2 separate regions of the Triticum aestivum genome follow, and region 2 is linked to region 1. The links are chromatin contacts, called in public Hi-C maps. All regions are on one chromosome and are shown on one strand. The core of a region is the stretch at or near the end of the contact, and the rest is flanking DNA. Distances in the headings are between cores, read along the strand shown. Region 1 holds the start of LOC123096043 (CBS domain-containing protein CBSX3, mitochondrial). Region 2 holds the start of LOC123096045 (E3 ubiquitin-protein ligase HOS1).

Region 1 (5,807 bases), core at 1,727-4,226:
TACATGGTCCTTTTTATACCTGAACTCTCCCTAATAAAATACTTAATGCCATTCTTTTTGTTGGGAACTCATGGTAACTTGGTGGCTGCAATTTCAACATGAGAATGGGATCATCAAATGTTCTTTCATGTATATGTTCCACTTGATAGGGCCATACAGGCTTGTGGCACACTATCTGCAGGTTCTTGATGCATGATGCGTTAAGATTTATTAACCAGTCCTAAGACTCTTGACTGACAGTAATTATAATGCATGTAAGAAACAAGGGTTGTCATCTTTTATAAAGCATTTCCACCTTCACCATACAGCTTTTACTCACAACCCTTCATATTATTCTTTTTTTTCTTTATAATAATGTAGAATAAAGAAGGCAAGGGCATAAACCAAGAAAATGTAAATAACTTTCTAACGTTTCCTCTTTTAGCACGTGATTTGGTCTGTTTCCATCACAGAGTGTTTATAGACTGATTTACCTCTCTCTGTGACGATGCCCGCAATTGATTTATCTTCCCCAGGTTTAACAACCACCAAAGCTCCCACATTGTGCTGTGTCATCTGTTGAATCTCTTTTTGTCACTCAAAATCATAAATATTTTCTACTTATGGAGTAATATGACCACTGGGCTAGAAGGGAAATCATACCGATTTGACAGCATCATAGACACTGTCATCAGTGGTGCACCAGAGCCATGATCCATCAGCACTCTTCCCTTTGGACTTCAAAATATCTGCAACGGTGCTGCTCTCAAATCCACTCTCCTCTATTTGAGCAGGTGATACTGACATGAAGCGCGGGAACACAGCAGGCAGCATAGCAGGCTTCACAACACTGATGTGTTGCAGGACAGCAGATTTGAGCACACTGCCATGTGATCCGATAGCTTGAATTGCTCGCTGCATTTTGTTCTGTGTCAAATCATACATAAAGAAACAATTACTTCATTTCTAACCAAGGGGACAATTGACTTGTGACTTCTTCGATATTAGAAAGAGTAGTACTTTCCTAGTTAGAATGAAGATGTTATAGACAGTTTTTCAAAGTACAGTGAAAAAATTGAATAATATAGACCAAACAGTATCTCTATACGACCGAAAAATTCAATCCCAAAAATGACTAGTAAATAATATCATAAACTGATTCTTTCAAGAAGATGAGCTATTAGACACGCAGCACACGATGTTGGGAAACACTAAACTGAATAGAATGTGAAAAGGAGGTGAAGTACATATGAGGAAAAAGATGGGACTTTAGTAATGACATGTAACTCAACTGCGGAAGTTTGCACTAAAATGAACCAAGGCTAAAAGCAAGTTTTTCCCAAGTTCACAAGTTTTTTGGATTAGGTAATTTGCCTTCTCGGAACCGGGGCCAGAACCAAAGTACTCCCTCCGTCCCATAATATAAGAGTGTTAATGTCAAAAACGCTCTTATATTATGGAACGGAGGGAGTACATGGTAAGAAAATTACAGCACAGGAGGAAGGTGAACAATTACATGACTTCAATATGTGGGATTGGCTAAAACTAAGGATGCTGTCAGACAAAGCAAAGAGACTAGTTCATAACCATACGATGGCAGTTGACTATAACAGAGAATAAAAAAATGTGAAAGAGTGGATAAGTGGAAGCATTTGCTCAATAATGTAGCTGTGCTCACCATTCAACATAAACAAACAAACCTATCTCCATCCTACAGGAAGCACCACATCAAATTAGAGCTAGTTCCTACTTCCTAGTGTGCTTATGCCGTGAAAAGGATGCCGAGCTTATCTATCATTTTGTACACTAGCCACTAATACCGGAGAAAAGTGATTTATGCACAGAAAAATCGGTCGAATTAGTCCTCAATTTTTCTTTTGTTGAATCATCTGTTAGAACTGAACCCGGCACGTCAGCATAGCCACGTAGCATGTCCTGCCCACTAATCAATTTCATTTGGACTTATATATACTTTAGAGAACCCACTATCAATATGTCCACCCACCCTACTTGATGTGATGTGTTAACGCAACATCTTTATATGTCTCTGGCAGGACGTTTCAGAGTTTAGCAAACTAGGAGCATTTATTCATGTCACAATCAAAGAAATAAGGAATCACCAACGAAGAGGGAATCCAACTGACGCCTTTCACCCGGAACACTGAGCTATATGCACTCCCAAGGTGCTCGATTCGGCGCTATGGACTCGCTCCCGGCTCAAGAACCGAACGAACAACCGGATCACGCACCACAAAACAAGAGGGACACGCATGCCTTGAAGGAATCCTAGAACCAAATAACTTGTATTTCTTCTACTTGTGCAACCACGAACTGATTATGAAATGAAACACTCGCTAATCTGGACAGACAAAACTAAGGAAACCAGGAAAGGAAACAGATCAAGCGCAACAGAAGAAATCACAGAAAGAATGAAACGTACTTTCCGGTCACGGCTTTCCGCCTCCTTTCAGCGTCTCTTTCCTCTGCTAAATCTAAGGTGAACAGTAGCCGGGTAGCAGAATGAGATGAAAAACAACAGATCGTGGAGAAACCTAGAGGAACAACGCCGGGAGCACACTCATCTGACCCTTCTGCTCGCTTCAAGATGACAGCACGCACTGTAGACGCATTTCTTTCAGAACTAATACCTCCACAGATCGGTCATGAACTAGGCAGCTAGTACTACGGATCGACCCATCGCATGGATTTGGTTGGACCGGAGGAAGGGGGAGGAGGAGAGGCCGCTTTACCTGCGTGGCCGCGGGACTGAGCTTCGGTTCTGGGAGGAGCAGCGAGTTGCGGGGAGGAAGAAGATGGGGGAGGGACACTTGTGATGCTGGGAGGCAATGGTGGGGGGTGACGAGCGCTAATTAAAGCGACACTCCGCTGCTCTCGCGGTGAGGTGGTGGAGGCATGTGAGGGCACTCGGTCTTATCCACACGGCCCTGTTTGCCCTGCACTTTTGGTTCCATTCTCTTTTGTTTAACCTTTTGTTTTGGACTTTCGGTTCTCCAGCTGGTACTCTACTCTGCTCAGTTTCTTGTAAACAATCACGCAACTGGGGCGTGCCAGAAATGACAGGATGCACACGGACTCGTATGCACTTCTCCGTTTCTCCGTTTCTTTTGCCAACAATCTCACTTTATTTCGGTGGCAAAAAGACTATCGCTTAATTTGTTAGCCAAGTAGCACTAACTCCCGGTTTATTGATCCCTTTTGTATTTTGTGTCAAATGTTGATTATAGATTTAAATAATAAAATGTTAATGCATATCATTTTCATTGGATTCGTACTTGAATATAGTTTCCTATAATATTGTTTTTGTTATGTATAGCTTATATTTTATTAGTTAAAATCGTAATCAAAATGTAATTCTGAATACGAGGTGACTAATAAATCAAGACGGAGATAGTATAAGAGCATCTCTAGCATATGTGCTATCCCGCTGTCGGTCCATAAATTTGTGGGTTCTTTAGCGTTTCCGGGCCGAAATAGATGTTGTATATTTGCATTGGCTCGTAAAAATTATACGGGCGGCCAGCATACCGCCCCCTCCGCCGTGTACCGGGGGGGGGGGGGGGCGTTGTTTTAGGGTTCCCGTCTCAGATCGATTCCACCCCCCTCTGCCACAATCCTCTTCCCGTTTGCCACCGTCTATTCTTAGTTGTCGCAAGCTCATCCAGTCGCCCCCCTCCCCCCTCCAACCGTCCTGCCGTCGAGCCATGGCGCTCGGCGCATGCGCGCAACGGCGGGAACCACGCGTGGCATCGCTTCGACGAGATCCACGAGGCGCTCTAGTCATCGACGAAGAAGCTCCGTGAGGCGGAGGTCGCGCGCTTCGAGTCGAAGAAGGTGTTGGAGGCCGGCGAAGAGGGCGCAGCCGCACGCTTCGAGGCGGACGCAGAGTACGAGCTCGCCTACAGCCTCTACCGCCCCGACTGCGAGTTCTACCTCGGCGTGAAGCCGTGAGCCGCCGACGGCCCTCCGTCGTTTCTAGTTTTAAAGTTTAGTTTAGTTTGTTTGTGATGAACTCCGGTGAGGTTCGGACTTTCTATTTTAGCGGTAACTTGTTTTAGTTGAAGTTTTGAAATTTACGGTATCATATCCGGCATCTGTTCTGCGTCGGAGATAAACTGCCCACAAAATCGATTTAGGGCGAACCATAAATCGATTTTGCGGGGAGGGGATTTAGCACATCTGCTAGAGATGCTCTAAGGGCGTCTGCACACCGACCCTCAAAGCGCCAGCATCAGTCCAGACCAAGCGTTCAGAAAGTGTTTTGTCATCCAAGATGGACCTGTATCGGTCTACCAACCCGTCCGGACACGCTTTTTCCCTCAAATTGGAAGCAAACTGAGAGGGGGGCTTTACGAAAGTCTAGACCGTCGCCACGTAGGACTCCGACACCCCGGCCCACTCAAATCCCCCTCTCAGTTCCATTCTCTTCCACTTCTCCTTCGATGCCGCTGATGTACCTCTTTGGTCACCACTACGGCACCGTCCACCCAGGATCCGTCCGTAGCCATGTGGGACAACATGATTCATCCATGAAAAACTTGTTGAACATCTGGTTTATCTCGTTGAATTTGAACTATTTCTCATTGAATTTGAATTATTGTTGTACTAGACTTATTTGCATGTTATGTATGGATGATTGCTACCTCTTGAGCACTGCGTTGGTTTTCTCTTGAAGAGGAAAGGGTGATGCAGCAAAGTAGCGTAAGTATTTCCCTCAGTTTTTGAGAACCAAGGTATCAATCCAGTAGGAGACCACGCACGAGTCCCTCGCACCTACACAAACAAATTAATCCTCACAACCAACGCGATAAGGGGTTGTCAATCCCTACACGGTCACTTACGAGAGTGAGATCTGATAGATATGATAAGATAATTTTTTTGGTATTTTTACGATAAAGATGCAAAGTAAAGAAAGTAAAATAAAAACGACGCTAGGAATAACTTGTTGACGTGAGATTAATATGATGGAAAATAGACCCGGGGGTCATAGGTCTCACTAGTGGCTTCTCTCATGAGCATAAATATTACGGTGGTGAACAAATTACTGTTGAGCAATTGACAGAATTGAGCATAGTTATGAGAATATCTAGGTATGATCATGTATATAGGCATCACGTCCGGGACAAGTAGACCGACTCCTGCCTGCATCTACTACTATTACTCCACACATCGACCGCTATCCAGCATGCATCTAGGGTATTAAGTTCATAAGAACAGAGTAACGCTTTAAGTAAGATGACATGATGTAGAGGGATAAACTCATGCAATGATATAAACCCCATCTTGTTATCCTTGATGGCAACAATACAATATGTGCCTTGTTGCCCCTACTGTCACTGGGAAAGGACACAGCAAGATTGAACCCAAAGCTAAGCACTTCTCCCATTGCAAGAAAGATCAATCTAGTAGGCCAAACCAAACTGATAATTCGAAGAGACTTGCAAAGATAACCAATCATACATAAAAGAATTCAGAGAAGATTCAAATATTGTTCATAGATAAACTTGATCATAAACCCACAATTCATCGGTCTCAACAAACACACCGCAAAAGAAGATTACATCGAATAGATCTCCACGAGAGAGGGGAGAACATTGTATTGAGATCCAACAAGATAGAAGAAGCCATCTAGCTAATAACTATGGACCCGAAGGTCTGAGGTAAACTACTCACACATCATCGGAGAGGCTATGGCGTTGATGTAGAAGCCCTCCTTGATCAATGCCCCCTCCGGCGGAGCTCCGGAACAGGCCCCAAGATGGGATCTCACGGGTACAGAAGGTTGCGGCGGTGGAATTAGGTTTTTGGCT
Region 2 (5,715 bases), core at 2,480-4,979, 510 kb after region 1:
ATATAAATTCTGTATGAGTAGCTAAATTAATAGGGGGTGCAAAACTGGTTCCAAGGGATTAGACCCCACATAGCTTGAAGTTCAAATGTATTTTGTACAAATAAGCAAGTTTTGTTTCATGGGATTACAGTCCAAAAGTGAGTGCAAAACTGTACAGGACTTGCAGAAAACAAACCCAATAGACTAACAGACTCCCTAGATAAATGCTAAAATGGCACCCTAACAGCTGAACTACTGAAAGCACTCTCCCTCTCCTTTTCAAAATATTGTCCTCCAAAGCAACTGAACAGAACAATAAAATAAAGATATGATGAGAAATAGCTCTACTTTACTTCAGCACCCAAAGACTAGGCAGCCCAATCACCCCAAAAGGGTCTTCTACAATAAGTAAGTTTGAAGCAATTGTCACCATATAATGTGAATAGCTTTGATCAAATATGAAAGACAGGTAATTCAAAAAGCGGTGCAGATCACTCAAATAAATGTCAAACTCAACTTCACAGGCAAAATAGGAAAATATAATTAACTATTTGACTTGGACAAAGAAAACATTTAAGGAATCAGATATATGCACAACCCATGCACCATAGCTGAGAACATCATGTCGACAGAAGACAGGTGTTAATCAGTTACCTCCAGAGCCTGTGAAGAGTGGTCGTCCAGAAGATAGAATACTAGGCATTCGAGCAACGTTCTACAGGAGATCCCAAATGTAGCAGCAAAATCATCCACCAGATACCTCCATTCTGAATCTGGTCTGGTCCAATGCCGATCAAATATGTAGTATAAGAACTAAAGAATGTCAAGGAAACCAAAAAAGTAGCATGTTTCAATGTTTGTGAGTAGCATTGTAAATGTTGAATTCACTATCAGATAACAAAAAAGGATACAATTGCTTGCTTTGCAATCACCATGTCAGATCCTCCGTGAAGAAACAGTACATCAACTGCCTCACGCAAGTTTTTAAATGGGTAACTATTGACACTAAACTGATCAATTGTATAAGAGAACTCAAATGCTGATTGTTCATTCTGCAGACATGTGATTTCTGCTTCTTCCTCATTATCCCTATAACTTTGTTGACCCCCAAGGTTTTGTAGTGCCTGCTCGATGAAAAGTATACCCTGGTTGACTTCGTTGTGACCTGATGATTTACCAGAGAATTCAGGCCATTGTCGTTCCTCTGCAGACTTTTTCCTTTCAATCACATCAGCACTCCAAGTAGCAAAACTAGCATGGCGTGAGCAAATTTTCTCAAGAAATTCATGCCTGGTGCACCATATCATGGCTTCCAAATGCTGTAGGAAAAACTCCAAAATTAACACTTCAGGAAGAAATAATGATGGTGTAAGAAACATCTGATTACTTTTCTTCTAAAGCATTTCAGTGAAGAACAATTGATGATCAACATACATGAAAAAGATAAGAGAAACAAAAAGGGAAAGAGAAGATAAAGATGGATAAATGTAGTTGTAGTTGTCCATATTCCAGTCTTACTTGAGCTATGTATCCAAATCGATTCACGCAACCCATGAATAGAAAGTAAGCTGTTGAATGAATCTACACCTCCCAGCATAATCAACTCATAGCAAAACCCAACTACCATGCATAGCAGAACTTAATATTTAGATTGTTGACAGTGACATAAAAGCCCTAATAGCCATGGATTTAAGAAATAAGACCTGCTTTGCCTTCATTGTGTTCTCGATGAGATGATGCAGGTCATTTACATGAGCTGCCTCTCTGAAAGATGCGATCATAGCTTCAACAACAGTGGATATCCCTGACAGCTGCACTGCAAACTTTTGCATCTGGGATAACTTAGACTTCATCGTCTCTAATCCAGATCTATCTAAGATGTGGTTAAGGTGTTATTTAACAATATAATCTTGCCTCTCCCTCAACATGCATGGCTGTGCTTGCACGAAGAGATGAAAGGCTAGTCAAAAATATATAAATTCTGTAACTGGAACTGGTTAAACATTGGTGGATACAAATCGTGCATATCTCTGATATGAGTGCCTTAACAGCCCTCTTGCACCAGTCCTTGATGACCACCTCGTCCAAAAGAAAAGCCAGAAGTGGATCACTTGACACAGCATTCTCATCCAAACAAACATCTGTTATATCTGGTCTAAATGTCAAGGTAACAGAAGGAAAAGAGAAGACACTATGTAAACAATTAAGATGAAACTGTGTCTATCAGCCTAAAGCGAAAGTAGCCTTCTAAAGAGGATACAGTGGCAAATCAGGGAAACTAGATTATTCTGAAGCGCAACATCAAACAAGGAATGCAGCCGCTGGACGTCCATGTTAACAGGATCACCATGGCCTTCCTTTTCCTGAAACCTTTCATCATGCTGCTTAGAGATAAGGCCGACCTCCAAGCACTTGTGGTAAAGGCGGAGCCGCACTCTTTTTCCATTATCAGGTATTGGACTTCTGCAAATTGGGCAGACATCACATCTCTGGCTACACTCGGCACATAACGATGCATGCCCACATGAGTTAAGCACATGCTGCACATAGCGGCCGCAGCTACTCAAGTCCCTAGTTGCACGGCAGTGCTCAATTCTAGCCTCCTTGCTCAGCTCAATGAGATCAATGGACGCCAACTGCTCCAAAGCATTCTGCCAACATAAACTTCATTTTTCAGTAACTAGCCACAACACTTTACCACATAGAAATATGCTTTTATTTCCTAAACCCTATATACCGTGCTCGTTCAAAAGACAAACATATAAATCAGTAGAACTTGGTATTTGTATTCACTTAATTAATTTACACCATACAGATTTACTAAATGAGCATTATGAGAAATATAAGAAACAAAAAAATGTTGAAGTCACATGTGCAGCCAAACAGTTAAGCAGCTTGACATGCGAATGGATCATGTGCAATAGTTTATTCAGAACAAATCAAAAACTATCCCTACAACTGAAAGATACTCACAGCGACTCAGACAAGCCAATTCCTTTGTAACAACTAGTCGCGAAGAAACTGAGCTTAGCAGGTGGTGTAGCTACTGCGTTGCATAACCACCATGTGATTGCTACAAGGGATGTGCTCTGCAATGCTAGCAATATATTCATGTGTTTACAGCTGACTCCGTACCGAATCGGCCCATTTCAAGTGTTACCCTCTTGTACTACTAACTGGTAACTACATTTACCAACTAAGGACGATGACAACATGCAAGAGTGGTGACCACAACCTTTTACTCTTGACCAACCCAGCGCCCTGGCAGGTGAGTCGAACCGAAACCGACATCTGCAGACGGTAGCTATTCTACCATGGGGCGGGATTCAGATACGGGTGCTAACGGCTGGCTCGAAGCTGTAGGTAACCAAATTCCACTAGCGAGGGGGCGTTGCTACAGAAGCACGGACCTGGACGGCGGCGCTGCCGTACTTGGGAGGGTGCCTCGGCGACGAAGGGAGCGCCTCCATCCGCGAACCCTCTCCAGCACCCACGGCTTGCTACCGCATCAACCGTGGCTCCGGGCGGCGCGGCTCGCGGGGGAGAGAGTGGCGCCCGGCGAGGGAGATGGAGGAGCCGGGAAGGGGGAGGCGCGGCGGCAGTGCGGCCGGTCCGGGGGGAGGCGGCTGGCAGCAGTGGCGGAGCTAAGCAATCTGTCAAAGGCGACCTAGGGCACGGAGTCGCCGTCTCGCGGTCTCGACCAGACGAACAGGCATTTCGCGAGCAACTGGATCGGCTCCTGCGCTCCAGCCCGGTCAGGCCCGCAGGATGCCCTCGTCGCCCTGGCCTGCTTGCTGTTTTTCTTTTTGACGGAGCTGGCCGGCCCAAGGAAGCGGCCTAGCTGGCCCAATTATAGACCGGCCGGCGTTTCTTTCTTTTTCCGAGAACTGCCGAAATCACTAGTTAAGGTGTACCCTTGCCGCTGTCGTCATCACCATCTAAGAAATTTAGGTCTCCTCGTCTCCGGCTGCCATCTTGGTTATGAGAGGTGAGGGGACCTCGGATCTTCAAGATCTTTATGTTCTTCGTCAACGTCTAGTGACCATCATAGTTTTGCGAGAAGAAATTTCCTCTCGTTCTTTTGGCGGTGTCATGAGGTTTGAGAGTTTTTTGTCCTCGCTGATCCGATTATTCGGATCTGATGAGCTTATGTTGCCGTGTGAAGCTTTTTTTGTTGGTTTGATTCTTTTGTGGGGGTGAAATCTTGCATCGACGCCATGGTGAATATATAGTGATTCGACAGCCTGCACTTCTAGGGGATCATCCCGGCCCAAGTACGTTCGCCGATCAAGACTTCCCATCTTTTTGGATGGGCGACTCAAAGCGCTTTCAAAAACCATTATTGGTAATGTTCGCGCGGGTGAAAGGGTGACTGTTGGAGATATGCCCTAGAGGCAATCATGTATGATGATATTTCCTATGTGTTTATGAATAAAGATAGTCCTTGGACATTATCAATGATGTGTATCAGCAAGTACGTGACTTGTTTGTGGGACTATGGATGTATGATGACTGTCCTAAAAGGTCCCTAGTCGAAAGGGCTGTGTGGACGCGCAGCCGACTAGACTAGCATGTGACATGGTCGATGGCTTGGTATCACTAGCCATGGAGCATTGGATACTAACCGGATAATATGGACTTGGAAGGATCTGGTCGGATTCGACGTAGTCGGATCCGAGTCGAGATAAGGTCTGAGTCGGACAGACCCAACTATGAGACGCAGCGATATGTCATCTGTGAGTCTCTAGTACAACATACGTTCTATGTCCTAAGACCTGAGCTGGCACATGTACTCGGGGTGGTGACAGACCTGTTTTGGGCCGACCAAACGCTACTCCGTGATTGGATAGTTACAAAGGTAGGTTTCGGGCTTGTCCAAACCCATGCTGCGAGACATGGTCGAGCAAGATGGGATTTACCCCTCCGATCATGAGAGATATACTATGGGCCCCTCGTGTGATCCGATCAGGATAAGCATGGCCATGCGATAAGGATTATGAGATAATCATGTTTGTGGTCGGCATCACTGGAACGAGAAAGAGGTCGGGCTAGCACAAGGATGACAGACTCGCCTTGAGCCCGACAACATATATCGTGTGGAAAAAGGAATAGAAGTGTGATGTACAGGTTCGCCTAACCAGCTTCATTGTCTACTTGATGGTTGGCACGCCTTGCTAGAGGCCGCTACCAGCCGAGCAGGTCAGAGGTGATCTAACCTGCGACCAAGACGACTTGAACCTAAGGGGTCGCGCGCTTAAGGGAACGAACCTGTGAGGCCGGATCAGACTCCACATGTCAGATGTGATCCTACTCGGACTCGGATCCCGGCCGAACAGATTTTGGGCTTTAGGGTCCGTGCGAGGCCCAAGTGTTGAGCCCGCGACGGACGCCTATATAAAGTGGAGGTGCGGCACACTCATTTGGTGGATCGTTTCGCCATTGTCACTAGGGTTTGCATGTGTTGCGAATAGCCACCTCCACTCGCCGCCGACTGTGTGATCGGACCTAGCAGTCCATCGCACGGTGTTCCTCCTGCACGCACGGATACCGTTAGAGGCGGTGCACCTGCGCCGCTCCGGCGAACTTGTACGTGGGATCGGACGACCGGTTGTTCGAGGGAGATCGGACGAGGAGGAGACGATCCACGCGGACGCGCTGCCCCAAATCTTCTTCCGCTGCACGACACTGCGCGTCTAGTGGTAACGATCTGTGATCCATTCCCGTAGCATGTTCCTG

What was found. A called contact is a pair of places that touch in the nucleus more often than the background predicts.
Region 2: a contact with region 1 is called in a Hi-C map of leaf, with 5 times the contacts expected there. The contact joins the promoter of LOC123096045 here to the promoter of LOC123096043 in region 1. A contact is called at or near these places in 3 of 5 Hi-C or Micro-C datasets (all in leaf) and 1 of 1 datasets of contacts at active chromatin or transcription factors (leaf).

Annotation. Positions count from the first base shown.
Region 1 is chr4D:41,795,664-41,801,470 of IWGSC CS RefSeq v2.1, forward strand. LOC123096043 (CBS domain-containing protein CBSX3, mitochondrial) reads right to left here and starts at 2,977. Exons shown (of 6, transcript XM_044517626.1): 1 at 2,730-2,977; 2 at 643-906; 3 at 474-555. The coding sequence starts at 900.
Region 2 is chr4D:42,300,951-42,306,665 of IWGSC CS RefSeq v2.1, forward strand. It overlaps LOC123096045 (E3 ubiquitin-protein ligase HOS1), which reads right to left and starts at 3,730. Exons shown (of 10, transcript XM_044517628.1): 1 at 3,390-3,730; 2 at 2,240-2,630; 3 at 1,995-2,129; 4 at 1,683-1,852; 5 at 891-1,298; 6 at 634-792. The coding sequence starts at 3,449.